Linked DNA regions of Mus musculus: regions 1, 3 and 4 are each linked to region 2. Evidence: chromatin contacts called from public HiChIP or PLAC-seq data. All regions are on one chromosome and are shown on one strand. Each heading gives the region's core, a stretch centred on a gene start, on an enhancer-like site or on the middle of the called end of the contact. The rest is flanking DNA. Distances are from core to core; before and after follow the strand shown.

Region 1 (2,700 bases), core at 27-2,526, 630 kb after region 2:
AAATTTTAAAAAGGGGCTGGACAGATAGATGGCTTAGTGGCTAAAGAATGTTTGTTCTTGCAGATGACCCTGGTTCAATTCCCAACACCTACATGGTGGCTCACCATCATCTGTAACTCTAGTTCCAGGGGATCTGATGCTCTTTTCTGGCCTCCAAGAGCGCCCAATATTCATTCATAAAACCCCAGCAGAATAAAGATGATTATGAATGGGGTATGTGGAGTGAGGGATGGGGGGAGCAGCAGGTGACTAGTTTTAAACAGGGTGGTCAGGATAAGCCTTGTAGTAAAGTTTGAAATGTTTGAGCTAAACCTTGAAAAACAAAACCCCAAATCAAATAAACAAAAACCGAGGGAGGCAGACAGGGAGAAGCAAATTTGGAAGACTCAGCATTGGAGTCTGAAGGAACTGTTAGGGTCACTTAGCATCTGGTCTGGGGAAAGGGGACCAGACGCCAGGGGCCAGGTTGGGCGATGAAGGTGTCAAGAGGAAGCCTCTGAAAGAGCCCTGTGAGATGGACGAAGAAAATAAGGCTTTCAAGAAGAAGCAGAAAGAGTCCAAGGCAATGGGAAGGGCCCCTGGCTCACGGCTGGAATTAAGAAACCAGGCAAAACCAAACCACAACAAAAATACCTGCAAAACAACAACAACAACAACAACAACAAAATCCCGAGCTATTCTGTGTACCTGAGATAATAGTGAACCTCTCCCATTCTTACTTAAACTTATTCGGAGTTATGACATGATTCCTTTTAAAAACCAGAGGGGCAATTGATTCAATGGCACGTAGCTGGCTGATGGCGAAGATCTTATATGGCCTCGGTGGCACAGGCCTTGCCTTTAATCTCAGCACCGGTGAGGTAGAGGAAGACGACTGCTCTGAAGAACCTAGAGTTAAGGAGAAGAGAACAAGTGAACCAGGAGCCAGCCAGAACCAGGAGCCAGGCTCTGTGTCTGTGTGTGTGTGTGTGGTAGGCTTTGGAGGCGGGGCTAGGGAGGGAAGAGGATCGGGGACGGGGGCTGGGAGTCAAGAGCGGAGCCCCAGGAGAACTCTCCCCATCTGTAGGTCTTGGAGGCAGGGCAGAGTGGGGCCAACGCGAGGTTGGGGCGTGACCAGGGAGTTAGGGGCGCGGCTTGGATGTGGCCGGAGAGTGAGGGGGATGGGGGCGTGGTCAGGGAGTTACCAGCGAGTCGGGGCGTGGCCAGGGAGGTAGACAAGTGGTCTGGGGGCGTGGCCGGAGAGAGAAAGGCTGGCGGGCGGGGGCGTGGCGGAGTTAGTTAGGGGCGGGGCGGAGCAGGGAGTGAAGAGGCCTCGACTAGGACGCTGCGGGTGGTGAGACAGGCCCTGCGCAGAGCAGCTATACCAGCACTGTTAAGTGCAGCGTCCCCCGCGTTCCAGGCAGCTCCGGTGTTTTCGCCTCGTTCCCACCATGCCCGAGCAGCTCAGTGTCGCGGAGTTCCTGGCCGTCACCGCAGAGGACCTCAGTTCCCCAGCCGGAGCAGCTGCCTTCGCCGCCAAGATGCCCCGGTGCCGCGGGGCGGCGCTGGCACGGGAGGAGGTGAGGGGCCGAGGCGGGAGGGGACCTCAGGTCAACTTGGGGCCTGGCTTTGACCTTTGCAGGAATGCTTGGAGCTAGGATGGCTCTTCGCTGCGCTCCAGAAACCCGCCCCTCTTAGATCTGTGGGAACCGAGCTCATCTCAAACATCTGTGTCCCCAAGGTGGAGCCTGGGAAGAGAGGACCAGATGGGATCTCGGGGTCACCTCGATACAGACTCCACATGTTGGGGCACATCTCCCATATACTTTGGGCGACTTGCCCATTATATGTGTATTTGCTCAGCGGCTTACAGTTCTGTGTTTTCGTTTTAGAACCCCACAAATATGCAGCCCCTCAGGTCACTCCCTTTCTGAGAAGCAGGCTCAGTCCTGAACTTACCTCTCCCAGGCTGCAAGAGAGAGAGAGGAGGCCCCCTCCTCCTGGCTGCTGGTTCTGAGACTTGGCTTGCCTTGTGGAATGATTGTGAATGGGAAGGCGCCAGGAGCCGGGGTTCACCTTGGCTGCTGCGGGCCAAGTTTATAGGCTCCTCTCCCCTCCCCTCTCCTCTTTGTGTTTTCAGGCAAAGTGTCCCAGGCTCTTTCTTTCGCCCTTGTAGGCTGCCCCACCCCATTCCCAAGCTCACTGGAGTTCATTCCTCTTCTCTGGATTCGCTGCAGGTTTTCATCCCCTAGGAATACACTGGAGCAGAGAGCCTGTAGTCTGGGGCCAGACGGGGATAATATGAACCCAGCTCTCTTCTAGAGAATGCCCTGGGTTGAGGTGGCATTTTGGACTTCAGTGGTCAGTCTGGCCTTCTCTATAAGTTGTACCTACTGTGTGGCAGATACAAAGCTACCCAGAAATACCCTGAGCTGAGGTCTTAGGAAATCTCCCTTCCTCTTCTCCCCTGACTGGCTGGCTCTCTGTCTGGACTTTTTCCTCTTTGGTAAGGAAGGCAGACAATTATACAAAGACTGTCGGATTTCAAATGATGCATAGGTTCAGAGCCACCACGCCTCAGGACCCTTCAGCATCTTTAGGGATTTTATCCATCATCCTCTCCTCCAGGTTGTCCATTACAGTGTTGGATCAGAGGGGAGAGATCTGCTCTGGCTAAGTGTCCATGCATTTGACTGACCTTACCTGACTGTGTAAGCTCAG
Region 2 (2,700 bases), core at 107-2,606:
TGTTCAAGCCGGACACACCCCAGAGCTAGCCGGTACATGGGTTCCTGTCTGCAGTTAGGACCCATCAATTCTGCCTGCAAGCGTTTGAGTTCTTAACCTGCTGAGGAAAAGCTCCAAAGAGAGAGACAGAGAAGGGGAGGAAACAACAAGAGGGTCACTGCTAAAGAGGGGAGAAAGGGGAAGTCTGTTTCTTTCCTGCTAGCTCCTTGCCCACAACTTAAAGCGACTCACACCCTCGACTTCTGTCTTCTCCAACATCTGTACCTGATACTGAGGCTGAGAGTGAGGTCAGCGTCAGCCAGTCAAGGGATTCTAGATCCCAGATGTGGGCAGGAATGCACCTGCCTCTCGCCAGACAACACAGATGACCTCACCAAAATCTAGTCCTCGGCTTCCCCAGCGTTAGCACTGCCTCTGGATAAAACTGACCACAATTTATTGAACGCAACTTCAGACCCCTTTCTCTTTGGTAAGCATTTTTACAGCTTTCAGCACACCTAAGAACTCTACAAAGTTCTCTTGTTCCAAATTTCCAAATCAGGAAAATGAAGCTCAGATAAGTCCAACGACTTTTTAAGAATGAACAGCGGAGGAGAGACGGAGCCTGGGTTTGAACCTAAGGAAAGCCACTACAGAGCCCATGTATACAGCCATTACACTATAGTAGCCAGATCGCTTGGGACTGTTCCAACTCAACATAAAGGACCTTTAGAGAAACTCAACTCTTTGCATAAGACAGCTCTGAGAACCACCTCCAAGACGTTCCCTTTGGCAAGAGGAGAGAAAGCTTCCCTGGGGCGGGAGTGTCTCTGATTTCCAAGGCACCTCCAGAGTATCAAAAAGCGATGCCAAGATTCACGGTTTCAGGCAGCCCGGGTGTTTGCCTTCCTCGAAACTGCTCAGCACAGAGAGAAAGAAAAACTATTTTCCCAGGGAAACAGTCAGCTCTAGATAGAGAGCTGAACGTGCCTCAACACGCTAAGGCAGGATCGTCAGCCCATTCATTCACCCTTACAAATTGCCGTGTGAATCCGGGCGCCCGGCCTCCCTTGCTCTTCCCTCTGCAGGGAATCCCAGCCAGCCTCGGTGTGCTGGGGAGGCCGGGAGGCCAGACATCCGTGGCTTTACTCACTCAAGTTCATTCGACATCTTCCTTCTCCGAGGTTCCAGCGATCCGTCTCTGGTTGGCTCGCAGGCGCTGCTGACCACTCGTCTCTTAATTCTCCTCTGACACAGACATTCCCTTCCTGCCCGGGGAAGCGTTTGCTCTACGTTGCGCTTTGGATGTTGAGATTTTGCTGACAGCGGTCCCCGGCTGCGGTGGCGCTGATTGGCTGGAAGCACAGGTGCCGACTGCAGCTAGACCACAGCAGGTGCAGATGTTAACTTTTGGCCCACCAGCAGGGGCGGAGCTCCGGGGGGCTGACTGGGTGGAGCCGGCCAATTCCTTCTTAGCTGAGGGGGTGAGGGGGTGGAGACGAGGGAAAAGGGAGGAGACAAACGTTGGGAAGGAACGGGAGAACTAGAGGAAAAATACAGACAGGTACTTGGCTCAAAGGGAAATCTCTGTCCATCTCATCGCTCGGATCCTGGATCCCACAAACATCTCCCCACAGACACCATATCTCTTTATAGTCACCTTCTCTACCCGGAAAATTTCACGGAAGAGAGCAGGTAGCTCTCTGTGAGTCCCCTCTCTTTTCTCCAGAACTTTCCCCTTCGGGTAACAAACACCACAGGTTCTAGTCTTGTTAGCTAAGTGATTTCTTCCTATTCTCCCAGTAACCAGCTAGGAAGGACTTTCTGTCAACTCTCCCTTCCACCCCAACCAACCCCATGCCCTCTACAGGTGATCGAGGAAATGTAGGTTGGAGAGGCAGGGTGCCTTGCCTAAGGGTGAGAGCCAGTGTCAGAGACCCGTTCAGTCATCTGGGAGACTAGCTACTCCTTGAGTTGAAGTTGGTGGCCTCAGTTGACAGGGGACATTTACTAAGTACCGAGTGTGCAAGGTCTCCTCGCTCTGGGTTCTGGGGCAATAGCGGGGAAAGAAAATGCTGGTTTCTATTCAGGAGGAGCCCCCCCTCCCCCAATGTGCATGAGTGTGTGTGTGTGTGTGTGTGTGTGTGTGAGAGAGAGAGAGAGAGAGAGAGAGAGAGAGAGAGAGAGATGGGGTGGGGAATCAGGGAATTAGGGCAGGGCAGCCTTTCATCTTGTGCGATGCCAATCTGAACGGGATGTGGGCAGACCACATGCCTCTGGCCAGCCCAGAAAGGATGGAAAAGTTGAAGGTGGTTGCCTCAGGAGTCTTAGCTGGCCAGTACACTGTAAGTGCTCTGTGCTAGGCACTCAGGAGATGCCTCTTAGGCGAGGGGATGGTGGGGGATGGGCTATGAACAACCTAGGGTGGTCATCCCCAAATGCCCACAAGTACCAGCAGAAACAGAGAGCTTCCATGGGGTTCATAGGAAAAGAGATCTAAGCTGCGAATCTTGGAATCTCATGCTTACTCTTTTACCAATACCCTCAGCCCCGCCCCCATGCCCACTCTCCCCATCCCCCACTCTCCCAACCATCCCCCCCCACTCCACCCCCAGTTCATTGCTCATTCTTCCTGGGTACCTCACCTTGAGCGTTCCTCTGGAGGAAAGGTGACTTTACCCTGAGAAGCCCTATCTGATAACTCAGGAGGGCCTGCTTAGG
Region 3 (2,700 bases), core at 100-2,599, 600 kb after region 2:
ACAGCTGTCGATTCTCATGGACCAAGCTCTGTGCCGAAGGCTTTGCATATACTGTGCCATGAGATTTCTCTGTGACTCCGACATAAGGAATGAGAGAGAGAGAGAAAAAAAAAAAAGACCCAGAGAATGGAGAAGAAATCTTGTCAAACAGCTTTCACAAAAGGGTTAGGGGACTGGATGTGAATTAAGAATGTCGAAGAGAAAGCCTGGGCTACCTGGTTTGTGATGATCTGATCAGGTCTTAACACGGGGACTCAGCCCACCCCCCCTCCTGTTGTGGTAAAATAATTGTTTAGGCCGGTCAATGGTGGCGCACGCCTTTAACCCCAGTGCTTGGAAGGCAGAGGCAGGTGGATTTCTGAGTTTGAGGCCAGCCTGGTCTACAAAGTGAGTTCCAGGACAGCCAGGGCTACACCGAGAAACCCTGTCTCACAAAAACAAAAACAAAAACAAAAACAAACAAACAAAAATTTGTGTAGAAGAAACCTGGAGGTGTTTGATTCAGGAAGGAAGAGTGCTGGGTCCTGTTGGGGAAAATGACCTGACAAACTCTGGACCCTCACCCACGCTGTGCCTGTCAAGGGCGGGGCAGAGTTTGGGAGAGTGGAAAGGAGCTCTTTACTAGAACAAAGACTCCCGACCTGGACTGTCCTACATTTGACTGCCAATTCTCAGATCAGCGAATCTGTGAATGACCCGAGGCACAATATCCCGCCCCTCCGACTCCCTGGTCTTACCCATCCCACTTCTCCGGATTGATGGGATAAATTAAACAACATAACATATATAATGGTCTAATCTTAGTGTACTGTACGGGCGTACAGTAGGCGCTCAATAGAGGTTAGTTTTTTTCCTGAAGAAAAACATAAAAGGGAGGCGCCACCCTTCCCTGCCCCTCTGCCAATTAAAGCCTGGAGGAACAGGTTCCTGGGTTTCATTTGAAGAGAAAGAGGACATATTGGTTATATTAATTAATATATTAATAAATGATTTAACCTAACTAAGCAACAAAGCGAAAACAAAAGGTTTTGTGGCCAGGGAAATGCACTTGAGGGTCAAGACTCAGGTCCCGACTCTGACTCTCTTTCAATGTTTGGCCCCACCCCCAAGGAAAAGAGGTCCGCTCCTCAGCGCTCTTCGCTGTACTGTTGGTCCTTATGCTGGGTGTTCCAGATGCACCTCCTGCCTCAGTTTCGCCTACTGTTACAAGAGGACGCTGAAGTCAGCAGATGTCGCGGCCCCTTTAAGCCACTAAGCTCCTGTCGTAATCGCTGTTTCTTAGACTAAGCCTTTCCGGGGGTGGGTGGGTGGGAGGAGCCTATATATATTGTAGCAGCCAATCGAGGCGCGGCATTTTCCGCGGGAGATCCGAATTTGGCGGCATATAGTTTGGCGCTAAAAAAAAAAAAAAAGAAAAAAAAAAGAAAAAGAAAGAAAAAAGAAGAAAGAAAAGAAAAAGGAGTCCAAGCAAGGGACGGGAACTAGAGGGGTGAACGCAGAGCTCAGCAGGGCGCACAGGACACCCTTCGCGGGTCAGAGCACACGAGTGTCCGCGGGGTCCGTGGGCATTCCGGGACGCTTTCACGCACGGGCGCGACTCCGGACGCCCAGATATTCGGGGCACGAGCCGGACCGGGCCAACTCCTGGCAGTGCCACCTGTGCCACGCGATCTCCGAGTGGCGATCTCCGAGCTCGGCAGCGCTGGGCGGCGGGCCAGGAGGGGAGGGTCCGGCCTTGCCCGGCGGGCGTCCATTGGCGGCTGCTCCCGGCGTCCGCGGTGCAGCCGGCTGCAAAGCCCGCAGGTGCCCCGCGCGCGCGCGCCAGACCCGAGTGGGTAGGGGGCGCCGCACTCGCCATGCTGCGCGCGCCGCGGACCCTGGCTCCGGCCACGGCGCAACCTACAAAGAGCTTGCCGGCGCTGAACCCCACCGAGCTGTGGCCTTCGGGTCTGAGCAGCCCCCAGCTCTGCCCGGCCACCACCGCCACCACCTACTACACTTCGCTTTACACGCAGACGGTGCCTTCCTCTGTGGCGCTGGGCACCTGCCTCGACGCCACTCCCCACGGACCCGAGGGCCAAATTGTGCGATGTGCACCCGCAGGCCGGCTGCCGGTAATGCTGGGGGACCCCCTGTACTTCCCGTATACGTGTCTGGGTGGGGAAAAAGGAGAGAGGGTGCTTGGGACGCCCTACGGCTTGATTACAGCTGGTTGAGGTGGGGAAGCGGGACTGGCAGTAGAGAGAACCCTTTCATTTTCCGACTCCGTGAAGTAATCTCGCCTGCTGTCGCGGACTGCAATGAGCACTGGTCAGGGGAGCCTGGAGACCTAGCCCAGTGCCCCTAGCGCCTGCGTGACCTTGAGGAAGCTTCCAAGGCATCGACGATGCTTAAGTTCATTCATTCTTTCATTGTTTACGCCAGAACCAACACCTGCTTTTTCAGGCCAGGGGCTTGGCCTGTGGGATTTCCTGGTGACTTTAAATCCGCATAGGTCTCCCAGGTCTCTGGTCCAGCCTGGTATCTGGACCAGAGTTGTCTAGCCAGCTCCTTCTCAAGTGTTGTCCTCAGGTCCTCCCCACAGCCTGCTCATCGTCCGAAATAGCCAGTAGCAATGCAAATGTAGTCCGTCTCTTGGGTTTCCTGTTCAGATGGACTGTGACCTCGCGAGTGAGAGATGTGTTGTCAGGGAAGGCCTGG
Region 4 (2,707 bases), core at 132-2,631, 900 kb after region 2:
GCATTTGCTACTATGCCGGTCTCTGCAGTTGAATTCCTGAGTTTTCTGGCTTTACCTCCTGAGTGCTGGAATTAGAGGTATATGCTACCACATCCAACTATGCAGTGTTTGTGATTGAAGCCAGGGCATTGTGCATACTAGACAAATGCTCTACCAACAGAACTGTATCCCCAGCCCCAAAGGGTACTCCAGGTTGGCCCTAAATGTGTGATTCTCCTGTTTCACCCTCTTCAGCATTTGCCTACCAGCGCTCATGGCCATGGATGGCATTATTTTTTAAGACATGTTTTCTTATTTGTAGCCCTGCTTGTCTCAAACTAGCAATGCACCTGCCTGCTGAGTGCTGGGATTAAAGATAGGAATGTGCCACTGCCACACCCAGCTGGAGGTCAACAGGATACAAGTTATAATGTATCCACGGCCCTGTGAGAGCTGGAGTCAATGCCACCAGGTACAGAGAGCAAAGAGGGTTGGTCTTTTTGCCTTGGGAGAAATAGGAGGACGCACACAGGAGATGAGGTGACAAGCAGAAGGGCGGATGTGGGAAAGCGGTGGGTGTGCTAAGGGAAGTTTGGGTAAACTTCAGAGCGTGTGTATGAAGGTAGGAAGTGAGAATACCAGGCCATGGATTTGGCCTTTGTTCCATAGGCAATAAAGAGCTTACACAAGAGGCGTCTCCAGAGACCAGCCATACTCCTGCAGTCAGAGAGGAAGCAGCTCTTAGCCATCTGTGTCCCGGCTTGTGCAGGCTGCTGGGTGCCAGCGCGTGGGAGGGCGCCCACAGAACGTCTCTGAATGTGGCCTGTGCGCTGCAGGATTTAGGTCCTGAGCTACCTTCAAAGTCCACTTCCCCCCAGGGGTTCTCTTGGCCCTAGTACTTTGTACATAGAAGGCATTGGGGGGACTTTTTGAGACCATGTGGCCCACTGCCGATTCCCATTTTAAAGAAGGAAAAGTAAGGGATATAGATGGGAAAGGACTTTCCTGGCAGCACCTGAGGAATGAATGTGGAGCCAGTGGGACTAGAAGTCATGACCTCTGAGCCACGCCCAGTCCCTTCTCCACACTCACTGAGTAAGAGGTGTTTGGTTGAGCGATGACTTCATTTCAGGCCCTAATCCCTTTGCATGGACGATTTTACTGCACCCTCCCAACGTCTCTGAAAGCGTTTCTTTTGAGCGCGGTCTTGCCTTCCAAGTCAGGTTTCCTCCGGAGCCTAGCCCAGGTCCGGGGCACCTAGCTAGGAAGGCAATGAAAACTTGGCTGGGTTCAAACCTTGGGCTTGGAAGTGGGAGGGCTTAAAAAAAGGACCAAAGGAGGCGTGGCCTGGCATACGCCCCGCCCCGGAGCGCTGACGCCACACAAGGCCCCGCCCCTCATTGTCAGTCTGGGGGAGCCTGAGCAGGCGCCGGCCGCTGGGAGCGGAGCGCCGGATCCTCCGGCGGCGGGAGCGCGGGCCGCAGCCGCTGAGGTGAGGCGGCGGCGGGAGTGTGGCGAGGCGGGCGGCCTGGGAGTCCGGCTTGTGTGCCGGGGGTGAGGGGGTCTCGGCCGGGGTGTCCCGGGGACGGCGGGGAGTGCGCGCGGGTTCTGGAAGCGGAGCCGGGAAGGGGAGGTCTCCGGTGGGCCAGCCGGAGAGAGTGTGGCTGGAGTTGGAGGGAGAGACTCAGAGATTTTTTTTTCTTCCTGAGGAGGGGGAGGGACGTTTCTGAGGAGACTGGGGAGACGCCGAGTGAGGGCGAGCGCGGCTGTGGCGGCCAGGGAGGGAGGCGTCGGGGTCCTCGCCGGGCTCCGCGGGGCGGCGAGCCGGGAGGAAGGAAGTGAGCGGACAGGAAGGGCCGCGGCCGGTGTGCGGGACGCGACGCGCGGGGGGCCGGGGAGAGGCCCGCGGCGGCCCCGGGGCGTCCGCAGCTGTCGGCCCCGGGGCTGCGGCCCGCCCGCCCGCCCGCGCGGCTCCCGCCGGCGCGCTGCTCCCGTCTCGCGGGCCAGACCGCCGCGGCCCGGGAAGGAATTCGAGGCATTCGCTTTGTTTAAGTTGCCAGTCGACAGTCCCGAGGACTAATTAATGGTGGAATCTGCAGGGGCACTCGGGTAGCCGCCGGCCCCCTCCCGCCGCCGCGGTGAACTTTCCGCAGCGCGCACCCCGCCCCGCGGCCCGGCAGGGAAGGGAGCCATGGCTTCCCGAAGCGCAGGAATGAAGTGCGGTTTCGGGAGCCGCTTTTGGCCTGCGGCTGGCCAGGCGACTAGCGAGGTGGAAGCCGGCGTCCCGGGCACGGGCACTGGCACGGCGGGGCTGGTGGGTTCCGCAGCCCGGTGGGGACCTCTCCGAGGTGCCTGCGGTTTCTGCTAATTACCTCGCAGGAGCCTCAGCCGGCCGAGAAAGACCCATCTTGCTATGGAGCATCTGTTTCTTCATCGCGTCAGCCCCTTTCCTAACACTGCAGAGCTTGTTGTGGCTTGTTTCGGAAATGCCGAGGCGGGTGCTCACACTTCGGGGTGGGAGAGGGGAAGAGAGCAGGCAGCCCCCCCCCCCATCCCCCTTCACACACCTCCAAAAAAAAAAAAAAAATCTCCGCAGTGTTCTTTAACCGAGCAGCTTGCAGATTCTCTGTCGCACCTTCGATGACTTGAATGACCTTGGGGGAAAGGATTGTGCTTCTGAGCGCCTCGTGGTGGCTTTTCTGTCCATTCAGGAGAAAATAACTCTCTG

What was found. HiChIP or PLAC-seq counts read pairs in DNA pulled down with a chosen protein or histone mark.
Region 1: a FOXA1 HiChIP or PLAC-seq map of pancreatic cancer cells shows a contact between it and region 2. The contact joins the promoter of Asap3 here to the promoter of Grhl3 in region 2. A contact is called at or near these places in 1 of 39 promoter capture datasets (liver) and 1 of 115 datasets of contacts at active chromatin or transcription factors (pancreatic cancer cells).
Region 3: an H3K27ac HiChIP or PLAC-seq map of embryonic stem cells shows a contact between it and region 2, with 2.4 times the contacts expected there. The contact joins the promoter of E2f2 here to the promoter of Grhl3 in region 2. A contact is called at or near these places in 1 of 484 Hi-C or Micro-C datasets (embryonic stem cells) and 2 of 115 datasets of contacts at active chromatin or transcription factors (embryonic stem cells and pancreatic cancer cells).
Region 4: an HNF4G HiChIP or PLAC-seq map of pancreatic cancer cells shows a contact between it and region 2. The contact joins the promoter of Luzp1 here to the promoter of Grhl3 in region 2. A contact is called at or near these places in 2 of 115 datasets of contacts at active chromatin or transcription factors (bone marrow-derived macrophages and pancreatic cancer cells).

The regions. Positions count from the first base shown.
Region 1 is chr4:136,205,089-136,207,788 of GRCm38.p6, forward strand. It overlaps Asap3 (ArfGAP with SH3 domain, ankyrin repeat and PH domain 3), which reads left to right and starts at 1,277. Exons shown (of 25, transcript NM_001008232.2): 1 at 1,277-1,559. The coding sequence starts at 1,431.
Region 2 is chr4:135,572,276-135,574,975 of GRCm38.p6, forward strand. It overlaps Grhl3 (grainyhead like transcription factor 3), which reads right to left and starts at 1,357. Exons shown (of 16, transcript NM_001013756.2): 1 at 1,133-1,357. The coding sequence starts at 1,149. It overlaps Gm30888 (a long non-coding RNA gene), which reads left to right and starts at 1,305. Exons shown (of 3, transcript XR_390832.2): 1 at 1,305-1,373.
Region 3 is chr4:136,170,925-136,173,624 of GRCm38.p6, forward strand. E2f2 (E2F transcription factor 2) reads left to right here and starts at 1,350. Exons shown (of 7, transcript NM_177733.7): 1 at 1,350-2,114. The coding sequence starts at 1,857.
Region 4 is chr4:136,468,380-136,471,086 of GRCm38.p6, forward strand. It overlaps Luzp1 (leucine zipper protein 1), which reads left to right and starts at 1,382. Exons shown (of 5, transcript NM_024452.2): 1 at 1,382-1,471.